Regions from separate parts of the Sus scrofa genome. Here regions 1 and 2 are each linked to region 3. A link is a contact called in public Hi-C data. All regions are on one chromosome and are shown on one strand. Each heading gives the region's core, a stretch centred on a gene start, on an enhancer-like site or on the middle of the called end of the contact. The rest is flanking DNA. Distances are from core to core; before and after follow the strand shown. Region 1 holds the start of SLC33A1 (solute carrier family 33 member 1). Region 2 holds the start of C13H3orf33 (protein C3orf33 homolog). Region 3 holds the start of TIPARP (TCDD-inducible poly [ADP-ribose] polymerase).

Region 1 (4,325 bases), core at 515-3,014, 770 kb after region 3:
AGATGTAACCTAGTTAATGACTATAACCAGGAAGGATTCATGTTTTTTTAAAGGCACATCTAGAAATCAAGAAAAAAACCTTACAAGCATGAGACAGAAAAAAAAAAACCTATTTACAAAAGAAAAAAAGTCAGATGAATATATCTGATTACACTACAAGTTGCAAGTCAGCAATAACAATTTTTGGACAAGCAAAGATTCAGTTCACCTATACACACTACTTTTAAAAAATAATGGGAGAAATTTTCTAATATAAAAATTGAAAAGAATTTAATCATGACTATACCAACATCTCAGGGATAAGTAAAGAGCATACACACACAAAAAGCTATTTTGCAATATTTAAATGGATGGAGGCAGTGATTGAGAATTTGTGATATATGTTGTACAACTAGTTTGCAATACAAATAATTTCCACTTACATTCCTACATTAAACTAGCTTAAGAATAAACTTTCTATTATATAATTCATTGGTCAGCAAATATACACTTGTAACTTACTATGCCTATAGCAAAATTCTTATCAAGTGCACAGATCTTTGATGCCCACAAATGGAACTTCTCTTTAAGAACTACCATCCCTGCAACATCGCACAAAGTTAGTTTTCAGAAAAGTACTGTTTATATAGTTTGATTTCCTGTGCAAACTCTAGGTTACATTTAACAAGTATGTAACTTTTTGTATTCAGTCTTCAATGTCTATCTTAAGGAAGCGAATCACTTTTTCTAAATAATTTTGAGATGAACTGTTATTTCAACATTTGTATTTGGAAGAGGTAGGAATAACATGTTTCATCTCAAATGGTGGGAGGCTGAGAATGTTTAACTTTAATTATAGGTTTTAAGTTTTTGGTTTTAGTATCTAAATACTTATCCAATGTAAAATAATATATTTTATATATATATCATATGTAAAATTGTATAGGTAACGTATTTTCTATGTATTACAACTTATGCTGTTGGTTACCCAAGGTTAAGTTCCCTGTGATCATTTCAGTAACATACGTGAGTAAACATGAAAAAGAACTAACATTTGGCTCTTACAAGACCTTTCACAGTAGGTCAAAAACTGAGAGAGAAGGAGTCTTACAATTTCACTCTACCCAACGTCCCAGTTAGCTACCCAGGCCTCAATTCCGCTACACTTTTCCATCACTTTGGAAAAACGGACTACAGAGCAATCTTTCGAGCAATTTCATTCATTCCGTAAGTAGGCATTCTTAAGGTACACGCTTCAGCATTTAACCAGGGCTGTTTTTACTCTTTGGGGGACCCAAGGCGCCCCTGCTTGCTGATAAGGAAATTTCGTAAACTTCAGTCCTTCTCTCTGTTTCTCCCTGGCCCACGAAAGCAGGGACATCTCAAAATTCCCAGCCTGGACTTGGGGCACTGCCCACCTCCAGCCTAATGACGAGGACCGAGGCCACTCAGAGTTTGCAAGGTATTAAGTTTGGCAGCAGGCACACGCCCGCCTGAACCCGCCCTCACGTGGCCCCTGGGACCCAATGACCGAGGCCCACGCTTTCCAGACGGCCGCATGCGCTCATGGAGCCAGACCTCGCGCGGCGCCCCGCCCCGGCCTCACGGTGCGCCCGCGTTAATTGTCCCGTGAGGTTCTGGCCGCTGGGCTTTCGGGTTCCTACCAAGCTTTGTTTCCGAACTCGGCCGCTGGATCGTGTCCTGATTGGCTTGCTCTGGAGGCGGGATCAGGACGCATTTGAGACTAGGACCACTTCCTGAAGCTCGAGGCAGGAAATTATCTTGTATCTCAGGAGTCCAGTGGAGAAAGTGCTGTCTGTCGCATTGGTGGCGGCGAGAGCGGGCGGTGGGTCGGGGAATTGGCCGTTTCTCTCGCTACAGCTACAGGCCTGTTTCCATCGCAGCACCACGGCCCCCTCCTCCAGTCTCGACCCCGGCCCGGCTGCCGGGGGCGCTTCTTCAGGCTCCTTGACGCCGCTCCAAGGAGAAAATACCTGGGCATCGCCTGGGCTTCCAGCCAGGGGACTGGCTCCGGGGTTCAGCACTCCGGACGGCAGTAAGGAGTGCCCTTATCAACCCGCGCCCTGTCCCCCTCCCTGAGCCATTGACACCCTGGTCCAGAGCGACAGCCTTGGACCTGGGACTAGACGGATCCAAGACGCTCAGCCCCGGCCTCCCACAAACGGGGTTCTGCATCGTCTCTGATATGTCTCCCACCATCTCCCACAAGGACAATAGTCGGCAACGACGGCCAGGGACTTTCAACCACTCTCTGGATATGAAGAGCGGTCCTCTACCGCCGGGCTCCTGGGATGATGATCATCCGGAGTTGGTGGGCGGGGAAGGGGACAAAGAAGCTCTTCTGGGGGATATCGGCGCTAGTGACCTCTCAAAACCCCCAAGGAGCTGCCGGGCCGAATTAAGCAGCATTTTGCTTTTGCTCTTTCTTTACGTGCTTCAGGGCATTCCACTGGGCCTGGCAGGAAGCATCCCACTTATTTTGCAGAGCAAAAATGTTAGCTATACAGATCAGGCTTTCTTCAGTTTTGTCTTTTGGCCCTTCAGTCTCAAATTACTCTGGGCCCCGTTAGTTGATGCGGTTTACTTTAGGAACTTCGGCCGTCGCAAATCTTGGCTTGTCCCTACACAGTACATATTGGGATTCTTCATGATATATCTATCCACTCAAGTGGACCACTTGCTCGGGAGTACAGATGGCAGAAGCCCCGATGTTGTTGCTCTCACTGTGACTTTCTTTTTGTTTGAATTCCTGGCAGCCACTCAGGACATCGCTGTGGATGGTTGGGCGTTAACTATGTTATCCCGGGAAAATGTGGGTTATGCTTCTACTTGCAATTCAGTAGGCCAAACAGCGGGCTATTTTTTGGGCAATGTTTTGTTTTTGGCCCTTGAATCTGCCGACTTTTGTAACAAATATTTGCGGTTGCAGCCTCGACCCAGGGGAATCGTCACTCTTTCAGGTAGTGTATTTAAACTGTTATGCTGTTAGGTATATTGTACGTTTATGAATCCTTTCGACATGTGGGTGCTAGTAGGAACAATAATTTACTGGAAATCATTTTAATGGGAAATGACCCGAGGTAAGGTTTCTGTTTTACTAAAATAAGCTTCAACCAGAATTATAGTAGAGCAGTCATAATTGATTAGTATTCTGAAATGAATTGGAAGGGTAACTCATCCAGTATACATTGTTGTGTAATGGCAAACAAAAGTCTTGAGTCTAGGAATCCCTTGGCACTTGACTAATAATACTCAGATGAACATTTTTTAAAAGTCTAACTAGTGTGAAGACATAAACCTAGCCTGACTTCAGAGTTTGTTTTTTTTTTGTCTCTTTGTTAGATTGAGATTTCTAGCTCCATGTCTTCTGGTTCATTTCTACCCCTACTCTTAGACCAAGATCCCTCATCCAGCCTTCTGGTGGATGGAATAGGGTTAATTCATTCACACATTAATGAGCAGGCTAAATGACAGGGTTCAAAGGGCCTCCTATGATTAAAGGCAAGTCCAGCCCACAAGAACTTGTGAGATTCAGGCTTTGCATTGTAGGCAGCACTTGCCCTTGTTGAATTATAAGATTTCATGAAGTAGGTAGATAGAGTTCCAGAATGCACAAAACATCAGTTGGAAATGCAATGAAGCAGCAAAGTACAGAAAAATATAGGACAGTATATAAAATGCTCAAAGTGCCTGAAGCAGTCCTTGTGGGGAATGGTTTTGGGAAATGGTGCTGAAAGAAAGATTGTGGCCAAGTTAGTAGGTTGTAACCAAATTAAAGGTCGTTGACCAAATTATTTATTTAGTGTAAGAGTTTGAAGTTTATCCGGTAGGAAATTGGATGTGAATTCTACAATTTCCCTTTTTTCTGCTTGAGTAAAATGCATGGCCCTGTAAAGGATTTTTTGTTGTTTGTTTGTGTTTTCAAACTTCTGAACAACTGAGAAATTACCAATATCAGGAATAACCAACATGGAGATTATAGCAGAATTGGCCATTCTGGTACTGATGATGAATTATGTGTTTCTCTCTTGGAATTAAAACAGCTGAACTTTCTTTCACCTTCCCAGCACTAGGGGATTCCCAATAGGGTAAATGTCTGGGATAGTTGTATGGTGAAGGAAATTTAAGGGTTATATCATAATATTCAGGGAGAGGAAAGAGGGATTCACAAATGTATTTTTTAATCTCTTGAAATTGTATACACTCCACTCTCTTACACCCTAAAAGGCACCCCCTTTCTACCTCCTTGAACTGCTAGTGAGCCACTACTACTGATGAAATAATAGTAGTACTTTTTCTCAGTTGGTTTCAGGGCAAAAATGGCT
Region 2 (4,518 bases), core at 570-3,069, 820 kb after region 3:
CATTCCTTGAAGGCAATCCTTATAATATGTATTATTAGGAATACAACAGGGAGTTCCCTGGTGGCCTAGTGGGTAAAGATCTGGCTTTGTTACTGCTGTGACTCAGATTCTATCCCTAGCCTGGGAACTTCCACATGCTCAGGTGTGGCCAAAAAAAAAAAAAAAAAAAACCACCAAAAAAAAAAAGAATACAAAATATTCAATTTAACTTTTAAAGACAATATATGCATAAGGTAAAAAAAACTCCAATAGGGAGTTCCCGTGGAGCAGTGGTTAACGAATCCGACTAGGAACCATGAGGTTGTGGGTTCGATCCCTGCCCTTGCTCAGTGGGTTAACGATCCGGTGTTGCCGTGAGCTGCGGTGTAGGTTGCAGACGCGGCTTGGATCCCGTGTTGCTGTGGCTCTGGCATAGGCTGGCGGCTACAGCTCCGATTAGACCCCTAGCCTGGGAAAACTCCATATGCCGCGGGAGCGGCCCAAGAAATAGCAAAAAGACAAAAAAAAAAAAAAAAAAAAAAAAATTCCAACAGTATACCTGCACTGTCCAATATTATAGCCATTAGCCCCCGTGACTATTTAAATCAATTAAAATTAATAAAATTAAAAATTCAGTTCCTCAGCTGTATTAGCTACATCTCAAACACACAATAGCTGCATGTGCGACTATTTCATATTTATCTATGAAATTGGACAGTGAAGACATGGAACATTTCTGTCACTGTAAAATGTTCTATTAGAGCTGGCTGATAGTAAAATTCCCTTCCTTTTCTACACCCAACCCCTCTGCCCAGGGACATCATTTTGGTTTTTTGTGTGAAGCATATGGAAGTTCTCAGGCTTGGGGTCGAAGCAAGCAGGATCCTTAACCCACTGAGGGGTGGGGGGGTCCAGGGAACAAACCCCCGTCCTGGTCCTGATCAATACTAGTCGGGTTCTCCTGAGGCACAACGGGAACTCCCTTGTTAGAAGTGTTTTTCTTTTTTTCTTTTAGGGCCCCACCTGGGCATATGGAAGTTCCCAGGCTAGCGGTCAAATCATAGCTACAGCTGCTGTCCTGCAGCACAGCCACAGCAACTCGGGATCCGAGGCCTCTGCGACCTACACAGCTCACTGTAATGCTGGACCCTTAACCCACTGAGTTAGGCCAGAGATGGAACTCACAACCTCATGGATACTAGTGGGATTCCTTTCCACTGCTGCATAACTGGAACCCTGTTGTTAGAGGATTTGTTTTGTTTTGTTTTTTAACACAGATATAATTTGCACTGTACTGCAGCTTATTTCTGTTTTAAAATGTACTATTGGTTTGTTTTTATTGATATATAATTGACATGCAATATTTCTTAGTTCTAGGTAATGATTTGATATATACATGTATTGCAAAATGATTACCACTATAAGTTTAGTTAACATCCATGTATTGATTTTTGGAATATGTCAGCTCCCTACATTTAATGAATTAACAGTTCAAAGCTTTAGCGCCTCTGCTATTAGGCTTACAAAGCAGTTGTGACAACTTGAAAACACCATTCAGCCATAAGCATCTTGTTACATTTGAAAGCAGGTGGAAGGAATGAGCTAAATTTTCTTTCTTGTGTAGCCCATGCTACCCTATACTGCTCTGAATTAAGTGAGTCAAAAGTAATCATCACCCACCAGCAAGGCCCGGAATCCTGCAGCTCGCGAGATCTGCGCTGTGACAAAAGCCCTGCATAAAGGCTGGGGTTACTGTGCATCTACCGGGTTGGGAGGCCCGCGCCAGGGCCTCTCACAGGCTGCGGAAAAGGGGATCCGGCGGTTGCTCGCGCTGCGCCCCCTGGAGCGGGTGGAGCGCGGATCCCGCTGTCCGCCCGTGGAGAGTGGCGCCCCCTGCTGCCCGGCCTGGGAGGTGGCGAGGGCGCCCACGAAGGCAGGAACATGGCGGGGCGGTCCGCGGACCCGGCCGCACAGCCACCGGACCGGGACGGAGTGGCGCCCAACGTGGTGGCGCGGATCTCCCAGTGGGCCGACGACCACCTGCGCCTCGTCCGGGTACCGCAGCCTCGCGGGCCGGGCAGTTGTGGGCGCAGGCAGCGGGGCGCGAGCCTGGGAGGCCGCAGTAGCGGACCCGCCAGGCGGGGGAGGGGCGGAGAGCCGCCTGGTCCGGGTGGCGGGTGCTGGGCCGTGGTGTGCGCTGCTGGGCCGGGCTTGCTTGGCTGATCACTGTCAGGGCTATGCTGGGCTCTGGGACACCGCAGAGAGCGAGCCGCTGCCCACCGCTGGGCCCCAACGGGGCCATTGGCGCAGTTGGGGAAGGCCAGGTGGAGACCAGAGGAGGGCGCCTGGCTCCTCCTGTAGGCCTGGGGAGAGAGAAGCATTGTCTTTAAAAAGTGAACTGAGAGGCCACTGGAGATCGAACAAGGGGAGAGGGACATCTTAGGCGGCCAGGTCCCGGTGGTGGTTTCTTTCATTGTAAGAAATGAGAGGAATCAAGGGATCTGTCTGGTTCGTGGATGATGGTAGAAATTGCTGATATAGAGGAGTTCGGATAAATGATTTGTTGGGAAAATCTGGAGGGTTTTTTGCACATGTGAACTTGAAGATGCCATTTAGACTTCCGAAAGGAGATGTGTGAACTTGAAGGTGGTCATTCATTAGACTTTTTTTTTTTTTTTTTTTGTCTTTTTGCTATTTCTTGGGCCGCATATGGAGGTTCCCAGGCTAGGGGTCCAATCGGAGCTAAAGCTGCCAGCCTACACCACAGCCACAGCAACTCGGACCCGAGCCGGGTCTGCAACCTACACCACAGCTCACGGCAACACCAGATCGTTAACCCACTGAGCAAGGGCAGGGGCCGAACCCACAACCTCATGGTTCCCAGTCGGATTCGTTAACCACTGCGCCAGGATGGGAACTCCTCATTAGACTTCTAAACGTAGCTGTAGATGTCCCAGGCAACTGGATATAGGAGTCCTGTGTTGAAGGGAGATTAGAACTGGACATATAACTTTGGGAATGAGCTGCATAAACCTTAAGTAGTATTTAAAGTTTGGATAATGTCTCGGAGCAAGTCAGAAAGTCTCCTGAAGAAGCCCTAAAACTGAGCCCTTGGGGCCTAACATTTAGAGTTTGGGGAGTGAAAAGGAGGAGGTCAGCAAAGACCAGGGAGGAACAGACTGGGAGGAGGAAGAAAATCAGGAATACCAGGCATCCTAGAAGCCAAGTAAAGAGAATGTTTTCAGATAGAATGATTAACGTTTGTTTGTTTGTCTTTTCTAGGGCCACACCCGCGGCATGTGGAGGTTCCCAGGCTAGGAGTCTAATCGGAGCTGTAGCCGCTGGCCTAGGACACAGCCACAGCAACTTGAGATCGAGCCTCCTCTGCAACCTACACCACAGCTCACTTCAATGCCTGGATCCTTAACCCACTGAGTGAGGCCAGAGATCTAACCGGCAACCTCATGGTTCCTAGTCGGATTCGTTAACCACTGAGCCATGACAGGAACTCCCAAGAATGATTAACTTTGTTGAATTCTGCTGGTAAATTGAGTAGGACCGTCAGCTTTGCAAATACCTTGCAGCCAAGCAGCAGAAGCCAGGACCATGTCTATTTTGATTCCCCAGTGCAGCTCAGTCCTTAGATTAGTACCTACCACTTAGTAAGTACTAGGTAAATATTTGTATCATTAATGAATTTATTTATTTAGTGACCCAGCATTGGCACTGCAGCAGCTCTGGTTGCTGCTGTGGCTGGGATTCAATCGCTAGCCGGAAAGTTCCATATGCCGTGGGCATGGCCAAAAAATAAAAATAAAAACATTGCTAACTTTTTCCTGTTTACCAACGTAATTTCCCAAGGTGCTTGAAGGTTTTGGTGATAAAAATTTCTACCAAATCCTTAAAACTCCCCCTGCAGGCTCAGGGTTATGGGAGTTCCTGTGGCCCTTGTACAAGAAGTATTAGAATGATTCATGTATTCAGCGAACCCATGGTTAAAACAATACCGTCAATAGGGAACAGTACAATATTATGTATGTAATCCCTGTGCATGCTAGATTGGGAGAAAAAGGGGAAGATTAATGGGTGGGTGGGCAGTTTTTTTGGGAAGAAATGGGGTTTTAGTTGAAAGATATGCCTTATTTGGGCGGTTGGTTATAGGGAAGATTTTTTTTTTTCTGAATAATTTAAGTATATTTGAATAATGAATAGTGAGAATTAATCATTAAATCTCTTTCTGAAGAACATCAGCACTGTTATGGCCATAGCTGGAGTAATGTTACTTCTAAGAAGTGTTCGACTGGTAAGTTAAAAAATGAAGACATTATGATAAGCCATAGACAGTTAATTTTTCTCACCTCAGATGGTTTTTATTTCAAGTAGTGTATGATTTTGTTATTCATGTTAGAAGTGTTTAAATAGTATTTTAGAACAATGAACATAGTTTAAGATCTTGGTTTAAAAGCAACACATTCAGAGGATTTTATGGAAAGTAATCGCACAGGCTGTATTTCCATAAGCACATTTCTTCCTGCTGAA
Region 3 (4,539 bases), core at 1,900-4,399:
GATCATTTACAAGCTGACAATACCCGAATCCTCTTCATTCATCAACATGTTTTGTTTTAGTCTCCAAGTCCCTGAAATCATTCCTCTTATACTATATTTCATCTTTACAGGTCAGTTTTAAATTTTATTGAGAAGTCAAGGTTCCAAAGCAGCCAAGGTTATTCAAAAGCCCACACAGGTAAAGGCAAAAGCAAGAGCCTCTTCCAGTAGGCTCTTGACTTTTACTTGTGGACTTAATATCAATGATGTGTGATTCTACTGGGATATGAATTTTTACAGTAAGTCTAGGGCAGGGTGGGAAATGAGGGATAGAAATAAGCATATCTGATGATAGCAGGGAAACCACATCTCCACTGCTGTGTGGTTCTCTTCGTAGTTGTTTGTGTCGCCTAACTCCTGAAGAAACAAAAAGTATTCCTTTTTTTTTTTTTTTAAAGTTCTTCAAATGCAGGAAAAACTTCAAAGTTATTTATGAGTGAATTTGAGGTGTGAGGATATATACTTAGGAAACAGGGGCTCTCAATTGAAATGTTACATGGGAGAAAGCCAGGAGCCTGGTGAAGCATTTCTAGATTCAGAAAGTTCCAATACATTCCGCAACAATGATAAGGTTCTACTTTTGCAATACCCAAAACATCACTGCTACTGGAGGAAGAATACCAAGGCTTGTTTAGCAACAGAAGCTATATCAGCAACAACCACCACACAGTGTTTTAGAAACCAAATACAACTTCCTAATACAGAAAGGGGCCTCCTGGTCTTCAGAAGTTACATATATGCATTTTTTTAAAAGAAAAGACAAAGGCATATTATAGAAAAATAACACAAGAAAACAAAACACACCAAATTTCAGATTCCTAATGAACTACTCAGACTAAAAAAAATGCTTTCTTCAATAATCAGATTCCTGGGGCTGGGGGAAAACAACACTAGAATTTAAAGTAAAAAGTAAAGAAAACTTTGTAAAATGACAAACGGTGTCTCTTCTACAATCTAGCTTTCATTAACTGATTCTGAAAATATTTACTTAGCATTGTGCCAGGTGGAAAATGGGTAGGGAAAAGCAATTAATCCTCTTCTCTCTTGTCCAATAGACTGAAAGAAATCTTTGATGCAAGGGCTCATGACTTCATCAAGAATGCATCGCAGGTACCCAGTACTGTGCCTGGCACAATGCACACAGTAGATGCTCCATTTCTGGGGGGGGGGGGCTGAATTATTGAAGAAAAAGCACCTATTAATTGTTTAGTTCTGTGAGCCTTTATGGGTCAACAATGGCAACAAAACGAGAAAACCGAGTCCCCAGAAAAATTAATATGAAAGACCTAACTGGAGAAATTCATAAATCTACATGTGTAATAACTGCATAATGCTCAAACTGAGAAAAACTGAAAACAGTATATGACGAGGTTTCAGTGTACATGCTAAGTACAAAAGAAAAGGTAGAAAAGGAGAGTTTAGTGTGAGCTGGCATTGTTAGGGAAAGCTTCAGGAAGGAGGGACTTGACATAAGACATAAAATCAACTGGAAAGCAGCCAAGCCAGGCGGTATTATTCATCATTTGGTGCTCTTGCCTCAAGGCACAATTGGCACAGATTGTGGTATTCCCTCTCCACCACACCAAACCGGCCTGTGCCTTCCCCCACGCACGCACGCACGCACACACACACACACACACACAATAACCACTCCTATCACACCCAATCAAGGCAAAACAGAGACCCAGTTCATTTGTACGGGTGCAAACACACACGCTACAACTTTCCTATCTTTGCCCTCTGTCAAACTCGGAAATAAAACCACGGAAGGGGCAGAGAAGTGGAGGAGTGGCTGGAGTGGGGAAGTCACTAGAACCTAGTTCCTCAATTAGTTTGCATAACAGAAAAATAAAGATTGGAAGGACACTTCCTCCAGTTCCTGCCGTAGGCGCCCCACTGCTCCACCCTTCACCTCGTGATGCCCTCAGTTCTTGGGCACTCCCGGCCCCTCGCACGGTCCTGGGAAACCGCCTGCACCAAACTCAAGACTCCGCCGGGCGTAGAGCAAAGCCCGGATCCGAGCCTGGGTCCGAGCGACGCCTCCTGCTGGCTGCGACCGTTTGCGCAGCTCCGCGCCCCGGATCGCAGCAACTCCCCGCACCGCGGCCAATTCCGGGTGTTCCAAGCATCCAGCTCCCACCTGTCCCTCGGCGCCCCGCAAACCCTCGGGCTAGCTTCCTCCCACCCAACGAGCGACCCCTGCCCCTGCTGCCCTCCCTTCTAGAAGCCACTTGCGCCGCCTTCCACAGTGAATCTCTTTCCCTCCCGGAACAACCTTCCTGAAAAGATCGTCCTGTGGGCTCCGAGGACCGACCCGAGAAGAGCCGGGGAAACGCAGCAGCAGCAGGCACTTCTCGGGCTGGCGGGGAGGAAGGAGACGACTTCAAAGTTAATCTGAAAACAGCCTGCAAACTTCTGGGCTGTAGCCGGAACGCAGGTCCGCCGGAAGGCTCCCCTCAGCGGCCGTGCCCTCCCCTGCGATCTGCGCCTCAGAGAGCCGGGTCTGCCCCATGGGGGCGACCCACACAGACGCGCCCCCGAGCCGCCACAATTCAGTGGGAATGATGAGCCGCCAGCGCCCCCGACTAAACCTTTCGGTGTCTTACTTCGATTTATACACCTGCCAGAGGCCCGAAGTGACTAAGAAGTGTAGACCAATGCCATCCCGATATTGACGGGATCCGACTGAATTCGGTACAAAAAGGCACGGTTTAAACATCAATCACCCCCGGTCGGTGAAAGCCGGCAGCGAGGCCGGCGTCCCTTTCCGCACCCACCAACCCAGCTAGAGTCCCTCATCATCGGCCCCTCAAAGCCCACCCGGAGCCCTTTACCTGAACCGGCAGCCTGAGAGAACCGACCACAGGAGCCGAGTCAGCGCCTCAGGCTCGCGGGCAGTGTCAGCGCCAGGGGGTGGGTGCGGAGAACCGGCTCAGGCGTCTAGGGGTCGCAGGCCGGAGACACGGTGTGTGGCGCACGGGCCATTCCGCGGCCGGGAGCGCAAAAAGCCGCGACTGCACTCCCGATCCAGCTCGTTCGCCTGTCACCTCGAGCTCTGCTTTAAAGTGGCTTCCGGTCGCCTCCTCTCAGCAGCCCCGTCGCGGGGGCGGAGCCTGAGCAGCAGGGGGGTGGGGTGGAGTGAGAGGACGGGGAGCTCAGTGGGTGCCGGGAAGGAGGCCCGCCCCTCGTGCGCGTGCGCGCTCACTCTCGGGAGGCGCGCCGAGATGTATGTGCGTGCGGCGGCGCGTGCTCTCTGGAGGGGGCGTGTCCTTTGGCCGCTGGAGGGGTCGGAAGGGTCTGCGCCTACCAGCCTGTAGAATTGCTCAGTTGTGAGGAGGGGAGGTGTGCCCTGTGTGGGGCGGGCTCCACCTGCCTGCGGACAGATGGAGGGTCACTTTGTTTGGAAGAAACCCAGGCGCCCGAAGGAGGATGTGAAACGGAACAACCCGTTTCTGTGAGGCTGGCTTTGTTTATTTGCCTCCGCAGCAGTGGCCTCCTGCCCCGGTTGCCCCAGACCCGGAGAGGAAGCAATCGGCTGTTACCACCGCTGTGGCCAGACGGGGTCGCCCGCCCTATTCCGGATGGGCAGGCTTCGCTGCACACCCGGACTGGCGTTTGCCAGACCAGGTTGCAGGCATTCCAGTTTCACAGGAAATATTCGCTAGTATTGCAAACCCCTAGCTTTGGGGTTTTGACAATAAAAGAGGTTATGTGTGTGTTTTTTTTTTTTTTTTTTTTTTTTTTTGTCTTTTTGCTATTTCTTTGGGCCGCTCCCGCGGCATATGGAGGTTCCCAGGCTAGGGGTCGAATCAGAGCTGTAGCCACTGGCCTACGCCAGAGCCACAGCAACGCTGGATCCGAGCCGTGTCTGCAACCTACACCACAGCTCACGGCAACGCCGGATCGTTAACCCACTGAGCAAGGGCAGGGACCGAACCCGCAACCTCATGGTTCCTAGTCGGATTCGTTAACCACTGCGCCACGACGGGAACTCCTATGTGTGTGTTTTAAAGCCCGCAAACACCTTAGTGACTTGTTTCTTCACTCAGCAAATATTTCTCAAGTGCCTATTGCATGCCTGGGCTGTTCTGGTGGCTTACCTACACTTAGAGAGCCTTGATCAGCCCAGATACTATGTCTTCATGGAGCTTACAGAGCACCATGTACTCACCTCTAAAATATACACCGCATGTGATTTTGCCATGTTTTCTGAATTTTAAAATGCCCTGGATGATGAGTCCACCTATTGATTAGTTTTTTAGAGGTGGAGGAAGAAGTACCACGTTAAATTCATTTAATTACTGTACGTGGGCGCGCGGGGCGGGGGGAGGGAGAAAGAAAGCCCTTGTCAAAATCAAAGAAAATTAATCACGGCTGTATCCCCAACAGCTGTCTGAGAAGGGAACATCTCCCAAAGAGATACTCCCTTCCTGTGGCCTGAAATCTAAAGTGACTTAATTCCATAACTTGGGAGCCATTCTGGGTTGAAAAAGCCAGTTC

Evidence for each region. Hi-C and Micro-C count contacts between places; a contact is called where the count stands out from the background.
Region 1: a contact with region 3 is called in a Hi-C map of heart right ventricle, with 4 times the contacts expected there. The contact joins the promoter of SLC33A1 here to the promoter of TIPARP in region 3. A contact is called at or near these places in 1 of 5 promoter capture datasets (liver), 1 of 47 Hi-C or Micro-C datasets (heart right ventricle) and 1 of 2 datasets of contacts at active chromatin or transcription factors (alveolar macrophages).
Region 2: a contact with region 3 is called in a Hi-C map of mesenteric adipose tissue, with 1.6 times the contacts expected there. The contact joins the promoter of C13H3orf33 here to the promoter of TIPARP in region 3. A contact is called at or near these places in 3 of 47 Hi-C or Micro-C datasets (embryonic fibroblasts, mesenteric adipose tissue and skeletal muscle) and 1 of 2 datasets of contacts at active chromatin or transcription factors (alveolar macrophages).

The regions. Positions count from the first base shown.
Region 1 is chr13:95,721,596-95,725,920 of Sscrofa11.1, reverse strand. SLC33A1 (solute carrier family 33 member 1) reads left to right here and starts at 1,764. Exons shown (of 6, transcript NM_001244245.1): 1 at 1,764-2,960. The coding sequence starts at 2,186.
Region 2 is chr13:95,671,183-95,675,700 of Sscrofa11.1, reverse strand. It overlaps C13H3orf33 (protein C3orf33 homolog), which reads left to right and starts at 1,819. Exons shown (of 5, transcript XM_003358621.4): 1 at 1,819-2,034; 2 at 4,223-4,282. The coding sequence starts at 1,921. LOC106505721 (a long non-coding RNA gene) reads right to left here and starts at 1,789. Exons shown (of 3, transcript XR_001300388.2): 1 at 1,660-1,789.
Region 3 is chr13:96,494,996-96,499,534 of Sscrofa11.1, reverse strand. It overlaps TIPARP (TCDD-inducible poly [ADP-ribose] polymerase), which reads right to left and starts at 3,149. Exons shown (of 6, transcript XM_005669945.3): 1 at 2,874-3,149.